Linked DNA regions of Mus musculus: all the other regions are linked to region 2. Evidence: chromatin contacts called from public Hi-C and promoter capture Hi-C data. All regions are on one chromosome and are shown on one strand. Each heading gives the region's core, a stretch centred on a gene start, on an enhancer-like site or on the middle of the called end of the contact. The rest is flanking DNA. Distances are from core to core; before and after follow the strand shown.

Region 1 (3,633 bases), core at 1,081-3,580, 630 kb before region 2:
TTTCATGATTTTGAACGTTTCAGGACTAAGCAATCAGCCCATGATTGCTTACCTGTATTGCTTTGGAGCATCGGATGAGGTTCACGTTGTGGTGGAAACACACAGGAAGCCAAGCTGTTTGTCTCTTAGCCAAGAATCAAAACCGGGGCCGAGATCTCACAGTTCTCTTTGCAAGCATTCTCTCAGTGAAGTAAAGAGCTTCCAATAGGCCCCACCCCTTAGCGGTGCCTGGACTTCAAAATAGTTCCAGATTGGGACTGAACCTTTAGCATTGAGGCTTTGGGGGGAAATTCAAAACTTCAACTATAGCTGGGCTCAGAAGGTAAGGCCGCCCTGATCTTGTGATAAAATGGCACTGTCAGGATGTACTCAACTCATGAAGAGCATATCTCATTACACATCTGTCTTTTAACCTCACAGGTCTTGAAAACATAGACTATGTTTCATTACAGCCCACGTTCTTCAGAGCTTTACACATGTGAATGCACCTTTTTTTGAGTTTAGGACATTAGGACATATTGTGTTCCCAAATGTTTGCTGAAGTTCTAACCTCCTTGAGTTAATCCTACAGGGGAGGAGTAGAAGATTGTGTGTGCTTCAGTACGGTAGGATTGTAGTTTTTCATAGCCTCTGCCGTTTCCATGAGACCCGGGGAGGAAGAAAAGCAAAGACAGGGGCTCACAGTGTCACCTGTCTCTCTGGGAAAGGGATAGGAATCATTTCCTGTGGGGAAGAATTCACTCCGTCTTGGTTTTGCTCAGCTAGAACACCCTGGGCCCTGACTGTAGGCTAGACATTCCCATGTTGGCTGTCAACTGGCTGTCACTGCTGTAATTGCTCCAGGGACATTCCCACCTCCTTAGGAGATACACTCTGTGGAGAGAAGTGCCTTTCCTCTGACATGTATGGAGTGATGGGCTTCACACTGCTGAGCCTCTGTTCCTGTAAACTCTGATGTGATTTGTGTGGGGATTAGCCTGTCTGCGGGCAAGCCTCTCCACACTTCGTTTCTGTCCAGTCCTCTGATCCCAGTGCTGAGACTCTACTCATGACACTTCATAAATCTGTGACCATGGAAATGTCTTCTCCCCACCTGCCATTGACTCCTTTAAATTTCTAACAACATTATAAACCTTGTTTTATATGTGTGTATGTATATATATAAATCCTTGCAAACAAATAAAACTTCACACACTAAAACAAACCAGACCCAAAGTCTATACTACCTAGTTAGTTAGAATGGACGTTTGCAGTGAAAGCTGACCACAACACCCTTAACATTCATTGTTTTCATCAAGACTTTTCTCAGCCCAGCTTCACAACAAGGTGGAGATCGAGCCAGGTACTTAGCAGCTTCGTATGGGGAAGTGGGGGTGTCCTGCCTCCAACTGTAAGAGTCAGGTATGACCCAGAAGGGGAACTGGCAACAAGTGATTGAATATTTTCAATACAGGGCCTGGGAGGATTCAAGTTTCCTAAGCAGAGACAATGCAAATGTGTGCCAAAGGCTCTCATCTGATCGTTAGCATTGTGTTTGTGATTAAAATGCTATGCCACCCACAATAGATATGTACAATTGCAATGTATCGATACAAATGAAATAGAATTTGTAGACAGAGTATAGAGCCCATGGGTTTGCCCTGGCTCTGAAATAGCACTAGGCTCAAAAAACCATGATCAGTATTATTGTTTTTTAAGTCTTAGACTGGACATAAAGGCTTAACACTTTCATTTACGAATTTAAGCCACAGACATGTGCTGCTTTTAGACTGGCTCACATGAAGCCTGGTGCCTCTATGGGTAGGGCTGCGGGTTATTTAAGCTATTTATATATATGACTTACATATACATAGATAAACTTCTTTTTCTCCATTCGATGAGTCTGGCCCTCTAAATTTCATTACCAAAGAGGCCGAGTTCTGGTGCGCAGCTGCTGGGCAATCTGACTAAAGATAATTTTGTACTGCTAGGCGAAAGCATTGGAAATGTTTTCATCATTAAAAAAAATCAGATAAATGTTTAAGGAGCTACATTCAATATGACTTGACAAGCTTATACATCTATCCAAACCTCACATGGGACTTTATGTTCAAATTTAACATTTGAACTAGAAAAATTATTTTCAAAAGAAAAAAAGGCAGGGCCATCAGAGAATTTGATGGGTAGCCAGGCCTGGTTGGTCTTCTCCGCCCTCCTGGGCTTTGTCGGGTCTTTGTTCCACCCCTGGCTGCACTGGTACAGAACCACTTAGCTGTGATTAAAAGGAGGGGACCGAGCAGCAGGGCGGGGCCTGCGGTGCGGGCGGGCGGCGACAGGGCCGCGCGGCGCTCAGTGCCAGCTGTGGGGCAGCATGCACACCACAGCGACGACCGGCCCGCCGCACCGACGCCGCGGGGACGCTTGACCAGACAGACAGGTAAAAGGGACCACAGGACCGAGGGAGGAGGTGTGGCCAGGGACAGCCCCTGCAGACCGTGCCTCGGCGACAGAGCCATGGACAGCCTGGACAACACCACCCTGCTCCTTGCCCCGTCCTCGCTGCTGCCTGACAACCTCACCCTGTCTCCCAACGCCGGCAGCCCGAGCGCCAGCACCCTTTCGCCTCTCGCTGTCACCTCTAGTCCCGGTCCGGGGCTCAGCCTCGCTCCAAGTCCAAGCATCGGCTTTAGCCCCGAGGCAACCCCGACTCCAGAGCCCACGAGCAGCAGCCTCACGGTCGGCGTGGCTGGCCAGGGCTCCTCCGCTTTCCCCCGGCCCTGGATCCCCCACGAGCCCCCATTCTGGGACACGCCGCTCAACCACGGGCTGAATGTGTTTGTGGGCGCCGCCTTGTGCATCACCATGCTGGGTCTAGGCTGTACCGTGGACGTGAACCACTTCGGGGCGCACGTCCGGCGGCCCGTGGGCGCTCTGCTGGCTGCGCTCTGCCAGTTCGGCTTCTTGCCGCTGCTAGCCTTCTTGCTGGCCCTCATCTTCAAGCTGGATGAGGTGGCCGCGGTGGCTGTACTCCTATGTGGCTGCTGTCCTGGTGGAAATCTCTCCAATCTCATGTCCCTGCTGGTAGACGGCGACATGAACCTCAGGTATGGCCTCTTTCTCACCCCAACCCATAAAATTCACAGCAAGAGGGGTGTGTTGGAGTCCTTTGGGTGAAGCCCTGAGGAGGGATGGATGGGGTGGGGATGGGTATATGGAGGCTTGGCTTTGAAATCCTGGCGGACATTTAAAGATTGTGTGTCAGTGGGGGAAGATCTAGACTAGAACCTAGCTGCTTAAAGGCCCTGGGATTTCACACACAGCCCCTCCCGGAGAGACAAGGTCTTAACTCATGTCTCCAGGAGGGCAAAGAGAAGGGAGAAGTCAGAAGCTAGGACTCGAAGGAAATGCAAAAAAAGCAAATCAGGACTGTAGTCCCATAAGGAAAGTAATCTTGAGAGTGCAATGTAATCGAGTTTCATCCAACAAGTCGCTTCGCCAGCTTCCGTGCTGCAGGCTATTTGGTAGGGTTAAAAGAAAAAAGGTTTCTTTCCTTCGCATCCTCTCAGGTACCCAGTTTCCAGGCTTCACGACGCCCAGGGCAGCTGTCCTGGGTCCTGCATCCTAGGTCATTGTCTTGCCTGAATTCCTGTTTCT
Region 2 (3,689 bases), core at 1,093-3,592:
GAAATTGACTCTCTAATTGAAGATTTAGAAAACATGCTTAATTATCAACCGAAGTGAACATTTGAGTTCTTAGAAACTGGGTTCTGAAAAGAAACTACTGGAAAGGTGTAACTGTAGACTAAGATGACACGGTGCACGCTTAATGGAAAGACCTCCCTCTGTCTTCATGAAATCCACATTGACCAAAGCCTTACCTCCTCTGCCTTCCCAGTATCCTCCAGCCTGTGGTCTGCTCTCTAGTGAGTCCAACTTCCTCCTGCCAAAGCCTCAGCTCTGTGTCACCAGCATTGGGCAAAGTCTGCTATGCTTATCTAGAACAACCGTCATGTGGTTTATACCATGAATGACGGCAGCCTCACTAAAGCAGGAACCTCACAAATGAACAGAAAGTGCGATCACAGGCCAGGCACTGGAGTCTGTCCTCACTAGAGCCACAAACTTTATGTTTATGGCTTTTGCTACTTTTCACACAATTTTAAACCCTTTTAAAATGTACACAAGGTAAATAAAAATGGTCATGAAAAGGGCGTTCTGCACCCAAGCCATGAGATGTCATACAATATAGAAATAAATGGTGAGTCTTTACTCCCCCACCCCCACCCCACTCTTGGGAAGCAACTGTAGGTTTTGAAAGCAGTGTGCCCACGCTACAAAGGCAGTATGCATGCAAGAAAGCACCTGCAAGAGGTGGGGGAAATGGATTTGTGAGATTTGCTCTGCGCTAAACCCTGCAAAGACAAAACCAGAATACAAACAATTTTTCTCAGCCACAAATCACCCATTCCTGCCTGGTCTCACTGTCACGTCTGAAATACTAGAATAGCTCTGCTGAGCTTCCTGCCCTCCTGCCCACTCTCCTCTGCATCATAGGTAATTCCAGGGATCATTCTACCCCCAATATTATTTTCCATATGCATTTTTTTCTCCTTCGAAAATTTTAAGTGTTTCTTTAATTGCCTATAGTCCAAATTCCCAAGGTAGGCATTCAGAACTTTCTATACCACAGCTACCTTGATGAGGCCCTTGCAGGGCAACGGCAAGCCGTGGCCTGGGCTAGGGATGCATGTGTCTACCTCACAGTAAAATGAGTTTTGCGTCTGCCTCTAACCCACGGTCAATGCCACTCCCCTCTACGGTCTGAAGAGTGCACATCCGTCAAGTCTCATCTCAATTTGTAGGGTCTGAGCCTGCCTTTCTCACAGTAGCCAATGCTTTCTTCGCCTTTGCTTTCCCGATATTTTCAGTAACTACTGAGTGAATGCATTCAATTCCACTCAGCTTGACAGAATGTCAATGCCATCACACATTGTTAGCACAAAAGGGAAAGGAGAGCAAGTAGCCCCCCCCCCACCCCCCCCCCCGTGTGCCTCCTAGAGTTAAGGCTCTGGAGCCTGTCACTGGCTATGCTTTCTGCATGAATGAATGCACAGAATGAAGGACATTCTCACTGCAACTTCTAAACTTTTGTTTCATGCAAGGTCAACTCTCCCATCTCTCAGAGGGCATCTAAATTTAGGTACATAAACTGCAAAGGTGCCCTACCTACGGCAAGGAGTAAATTATAGTATGCCCCTTACGCAATACCAAAAGCTGAATTCATTTTCTTGGTCAGAGAGAGATTTATTTTGATGCCAACGCTGCAATCATTGTGCATACAACTGGACGTCAAGCTAATGTAATAGTAGCAAAAAAATTACAGCGATCATACTTATGCACATTCTTTCAACTCTGAAGAAAAAAATGGGGTTCAAACATACATTTTTAAAATGGAATATAAATGAAAGGTTTTTATAGTCTGGCCTTTTTCGAGGTGAAGAGATTGATACGTGAATAGATTTGCACTAAAAACAGGCAGATTAGTATAATTTTATGTCTGAGATGAAAAGAAGCATTATATTACATACAAATGTCTATGTGAGGTAAAAACCAAAAAACCAAAAACCAAAAACAAAAAACAAACAAAACAAAACAAAACCCAGAAAACAAACAAACAAAACAAAAACCCAAAAGCCCAAACCACCCACCACCACCACCACCACCACCAAACCCCACAAACGGGAGAACTCCAGAGGAAAGTACAGGTAATTAAGTAGAAATTGACTTTTGAGACTCGTTTGGGTTGAAGTGTGAGGAAGTAGAAATAACTGGAGAACGTGTAGTCGGAGTGAGACCGAGAAGGTAACAGGAAAAACGGAAGTAGAGAAAAGATGAATTCTTCTCTAAGAAATTGGAAAAAGAAAGGGGAAACAGTGGATAGAAGCCCTTCCGGAAATGAGGCCCAGGAAGGGCAGGACGCTGCTCCGGGGGCCTACCTGAGGGTCCTTAGGTAGTTTCTAACTGGTCTGTCTCCAGCTGATCCAGCCAGGGGAGGATTTTAAATCTGTGCCCTTGAGACTCCGCCCACCTTACCCAGCTCTGCAGCCAGCCCAACCCTTTCATCTCTGGGCTCCTCCCTTACTGAGTCCACACCCTTTCCTCGGCCACTCGGAGAGAAGCCTTCTTCTAAGGCCCAGAAGGTGAGAATCTAAACTGAGATTGGGCGGCTCTCTACCTCTGCCTGCAGAGAGGTCGCATAAGCAGGTCTTGATGCTCCAGTCTCCAGCCATATTTAGAATCTGTGTGTTTGTGCTAATGTAGATGCTCATTAATAAAGTCACGAAGAAACTGACCGCCAAGTTCACAGAGCTTTATTGTAAACAGAGGTCATCAATCTGAAATACATAGGTATATTTTTGTGTGGCATAACTTGTAAACTTTGCCCCTCTTGATGTCGTTCAAAAGATTACCATGAGCAGCACTTTAGTGGTCTCCTCTTCATCAAGTTAAAAACAAGTTTTTAACTCCTTTAAAAAAGCAAAAAACAAACAAACAAGAAAACACAAACCACTCATCAAAAACAGGTAGAAATTCTACCTTTCATCACCAAAACTATCACACAAAGTTTATTTTGCTTCTGTCACAGTGCAAGAAGATTGCCACCGAAGAATATTTTAAAAGGTTGCCGAGTCGGCAGGTAGCTCCTGCTTTGTGTTGTGTATCCCCCACCCCCCAACCTCTCACTGGACAGTCTGGAAGGGGTCTTCTTTTTATTTCTATCTCTTTGCATTGATATTCACCTCTCGAATACTGTCTGTTAAATGTGTGTTTGCTTTCCTCCCTGGGTCCTTCCTGCACCTACCTTCCCCAGCGCTGCAGTAAGTCCTCTCAGTGTGCTATGTTCAAAACCGAAGAAATGAACACATGAGAAGGCATACGCCCCCTGGTGGCCAGATTTAACAGTGCCGCTTCACTGTGCACCAAGCTCCGCTTCTCTGCTTTCAGGTCAGTGTGTCAGAGGGTCTACCCAAAATGCAGTCTAAAATAGCATACCTAGTAACCACGCGCTTTACAGAGCAGCAGGATATGCTCAAACTTCAAAGTGCTCAATGGAGATGTATCAAAACACAAGTGTTTCCCACAGACGTAAAAATACACTTTTTTCTCATGAATTGTATTCAGTAAATAATACTTTGTAATATAGGGTTCTGTGGATTTAGTAAAAATATTTATTTAAAGAAATTCTCAAAACAAATTTAAATAGAACATGAAACAAATGTACAATTTAAAAATACACTGAGCATGGACATGAGAATTCCAAGCGTGATTTTTCTGAGCATTATTTAGTTATTAAACAATACTTGAATATATCC
Region 3 (3,577 bases), core at 732-3,231, 640 kb after region 2:
GCTATGCATTATGTCCATCTCTCCCTGTCAGTGTCCTGCTCTGCTCTAATAGTGTGCAAGCATGTGGGTGGAGTAGCTCTCCCATGGCACAGGAGGCACAGGACCGCTCAGTGTGTCTGCTCTGTGGCTTCCTGCTACATGGGCAGAGTGAGAAGAGTGGGACACACTCTCGCTGGGTGACCTGGCCCTTTTCCAGCCAGGTTGGTAGGCACCATGAGCCCATCACTGTGACCAGTCATCCCAGTTTTGAAGCCCCTCTCTTCCTTCCACATGTGTAACCCGTTTTCATGTTAACTAAGGTCTTTTCAGCAATGCCAGCCATTTCTTACTCTACCCAGCTCTTTTCATTTCCTGAATCTTTAAAATATAACCTTTAGGGGCTGGAGAGATGGGTTGATGTGTGAGAGCACTGGCTGCTCTTCTGGAAGGCCCAGGTTCAATTCCCAGCACCCACGTGGCAGCTCACACTTGTCTGTAACTCCTGTTCCAGAGGGTCTGACACCCTCACACAGACATGCACACAGGCAAAACACCAAATGTGCATAAAGATAAATAAATCTTAAAAAAATAGCCTTTAAGGAACAGTTTTAGATTTACTAAGGAATATTGTAAATGGGAGGATTCTAAAAGTTGGTCAAAACATAGCATAGATAGACACATGGGTGGGAGGAAGAGTTTAAGAGATCACTGTACAAGACAGGGTCTATAGTGAATAATAATGTGCTGCACACTTGAAAATTGCTGCTAGCACAGATTCCAAATTAAATCTGCCTATGAGAAGTGAATGGCTATGCCAGTCTAATGTAATCACTTCGTAAGTACCCACATTTCAAACAGAACAGCACAATGTTGTTCACTATAAATATAATTTTTTTTAATCCCAGCACTTGGGAGGCAGAGACAGGCAAATTTCTGAGTTCGAGGCCAGCCTGGTCTACAGAGTGAGTTCCAGGACAGCCAAGGCTACACAGAGAAACCCTGTCTCAAAAAAAAAAAAAAAAAGAATAATAATTTTTGTTTGCCAGGAATTGGTAAAGATTTAAAGTCTGAAGCTATCACAGGGTTTCTCATATCTTTCTGTATGCCCTTTTCCTTACTGTTCACATCTGACATCCACACGGCACAGCACACTGGGACCATACACCTCATACAGAATGCCTTTTAAACACTGAAATTAGCTCTCTTAAAATGCCTTAGCTTAAGGGTTGAGGGCTTCTCTAGCATGTAGATGTCCTGTATTAAACCCCAGTTCGGGGCTAGGGGAGCGGCCACAGTGTGCAGTTGATTCATTGCAGTAAGTACATCCCACTATTATGTAGCCATTAGCACTGTCTGAAGAGACAAAGTTTGCAAAAACCGAAACTCTCTATTCATAAAACAAGAACTTCCCACCCTCCCACCCCAAGCCCCTGTCAATCTGTGCTGTATCTCTATGAGCCTGAGTACTCTGGGTACCTGGCATGTGTACAACCATACAGTGTTTTGTCCTTTTGTGACCAGCACAATGTGTTCAAGGCTCCCTGTGTTGTCTATAGTCAGCATCCTCAACCTTGTTACAAAGGAACCGATGTCACTTCCCAGGCCAACTGTGCTTCATGCTTGATTCTCATCAGCTCTCCATTGCAGTGAGCCCTGGCCCAGTCAGTTTGTAGTCCTGGGACCTCATCCCCAAATCCTCAGCACCTGAAATCTACGACTCTTTAGGACACATTTTACAAAGCCTAACTACTGGCAGTCCCTGTCCTGGGCAGTTTTATACATCTTACTTCACTTTCGTGACTTCCTTACGAGGCACAGAATAGCTTATGCGACTCCGATTTACAGAGCCTCACAGTCTTGGAAGGTGCGTGCGGTGACTTTCAAAGGGACTACAGTTACCACAGGCAGTCCCGGAATTAGAACCTCTGAAGTCCCAGACATGCTGTGGTACCGCTCAGTTCCTGCCTGTGCTAGCTCTCCTTCTGCGGGGTAGCTGTTACTCCCCATACACCCACAAGTAAACACATTTCTTCGCTGAACTACAGCTGAGGCTGTTTCCTCTTGGCCTCTCTCTCCACTGCACTGTTTGAGCCTCGTGGTACCCAGCATCTCTGAGCCATGTCTGAGCTTGGAGGCTCCTGTTCCTCATCGCTTCTTGGCTGGTTGGCATGAGCCTAGCCCTTCCCTTCTTTTCATCATACCCCAGTAGGGATCTACTTTGTAGTTTCAACTTAACTTCGGCTAGTCTTTTCAGTCATTATGTTTTAGCTAAACACAATGATCCAAGACAACTAACATTTTACTTTGTTGAAAGTACACGATAATTCAATGTCTACACCACCATATTCCTTTGACTTGGAGTAACGGAAGACATTTTATAGTTGGGAAACACCACCACTGCACTAAGAGCAGCACAAATGTCATAAGGGTGTGAATGCTGATGTTTGGCTGTGCAGAGGGGACGGTTGGCATTTTAGGTGTTGGGTGCAAAAGACATTCTCTGTGACAGACGAAGAGTTGATGGCTGGGTAGGGAGGAGGCTGGTGCCTAAGATGACAAGCTCAACGGAAAAACATGCAAAGCCGAGGACACAGGTATTTTTGGTTGCATCCCGCAGCGGAGCTTTAGCGTCTGATCTTCCATCGCCGCAGGGCGAACAGGTGATCGGCTGTGAGTGCATGGATGTGTTTAGCATGTGTGCAGCTGTGACTGGCTGCCTTAGAAGACAGATGCTCTTCTTATACATTCTTCACTGGGAAACAGGAAGCTCCCACAGAGGTGGTCAGGACCCTGCAGTGATGTGACAGGATGTCTGATTTACAGTCGCTTCACTGTAAGACAGAACCAGGCAGTGTGAGGATGGAGCAGCTGCTATAGGGACTGGCAGCAGACTGTGTGTGGGTGTGTGCGTGCATATCTATGCAAGAGAGAGGTGGGGGGACTGCGTACACTAGGTATCTCAGGTCCAGACAACCAACTGTTACTTGGAGTGATGTCATAAAACCATCCAAATGTAAGTTCTAAATCTCATAGCTTGCTGCTTCTACCCAAGAGCAGGAAAATGGCTTGCGAATTACAGTTCATGATAGAACATGACACTTTTGGATTTATAAAGGCCATTTTCAAATATTCCGTTTTGTCTTTCAGGCACACAGGATGCTGTGTGTATGTATAACAAACCATGAACTTGGCTGTGGTCTGACTACTTCTGCCTGGTGGAAAGCAAGCCGAGGTCACGGGCACTCCTTCCAGGAAGAGTGTTAACAGCCGGTCTGTAATTTGTGGCTCTTCTCTGGAGCTGCAGCAATGGAGCTGCAGCAATTTCAGATGCCCTGCCCTGCCTGAGTGCTTGAGTCCAGGGAGAGACTATGGTGAGCAGAGCCCTCTGCTGGCTGGAGTCAAGAATGCAGTGAGTGAGGCCTGACAGGTTTCTTAAGGCTCTTTATGGAAGAGCTGTGTCACTGAAGCAAAAGTTAGTCTCTAGTGACAACAATGGGGTGACAGCACAATTCAAGAAAATATGAATAGCTGGGAGCCTGGGGCTGAAGACAACACAAAAATAGTGGAAATGAATGGGAAGGACAATGGACTTTCTCTG

The links. A called contact is a pair of places that touch in the nucleus more often than the background predicts. Capture Hi-C pulls out chosen DNA fragments and counts their contacts.
Region 1: a contact with region 2 is called in a promoter capture Hi-C map of adipose tissue. The contact joins the promoter of Slc10a4 here to the promoter of Lrrc66 in region 2. A contact is called at or near these places in 1 of 484 Hi-C or Micro-C datasets (embryonic stem cells), 1 of 115 datasets of contacts at active chromatin or transcription factors (pancreatic cancer cells) and 1 of 9 other capture datasets (adipose tissue).
Region 3: a contact with region 2 is called in a Hi-C map of CD4 T cells, with 4 times the contacts expected there. The contact joins the enhancer-like site here to the promoter of Lrrc66 in region 2. A contact is called at or near these places in 2 of 39 promoter capture datasets (hippocampal neurons and pre-B cells), 1 of 484 Hi-C or Micro-C datasets (CD4 T cells) and 3 of 115 datasets of contacts at active chromatin or transcription factors (T-cell acute lymphoblastic leukemia, embryonic midbrain and fibro-adipogenic progenitors).

What each region holds. Positions count from the first base shown.
Region 1 is chr5:73,004,574-73,008,206 of GRCm38.p6, forward strand. It overlaps Slc10a4 (solute carrier family 10 (sodium/bile acid cotransporter family), member 4), which reads left to right and starts at 2,331. Exons shown (of 3, transcript NM_173403.2): 1 at 2,331-3,083. The coding sequence starts at 2,494.
Region 2 is chr5:73,630,079-73,633,767 of GRCm38.p6, forward strand. Lrrc66 (leucine rich repeat containing 66) reads right to left here and starts at 2,343. Exons shown (of 5, transcript NM_153568.1): 1 at 2,313-2,343. Sgcb (sarcoglycan, beta (dystrophin-associated glycoprotein)) reads right to left here. Exons shown (of 6, transcript NM_011890.5): 6 at 2,671-3,689.
Region 3 is chr5:74,274,585-74,278,161 of GRCm38.p6, forward strand. All of the region lies in intron 5 of Scfd2 (Sec1 family domain containing 2), which reads right to left. Among named protein-coding and RNA genes, the nearest start is that of Gm32064, 40 kb to the right of the region's middle. Within about 2 kb of position 1,982, at least 55 of the 459 cell types and tissues checked have an H3K27ac peak or open chromatin away from gene starts, as enhancers often do. A contact at or near this core is called in T-cell acute lymphoblastic leukemia and hippocampal neurons, where this site is marked.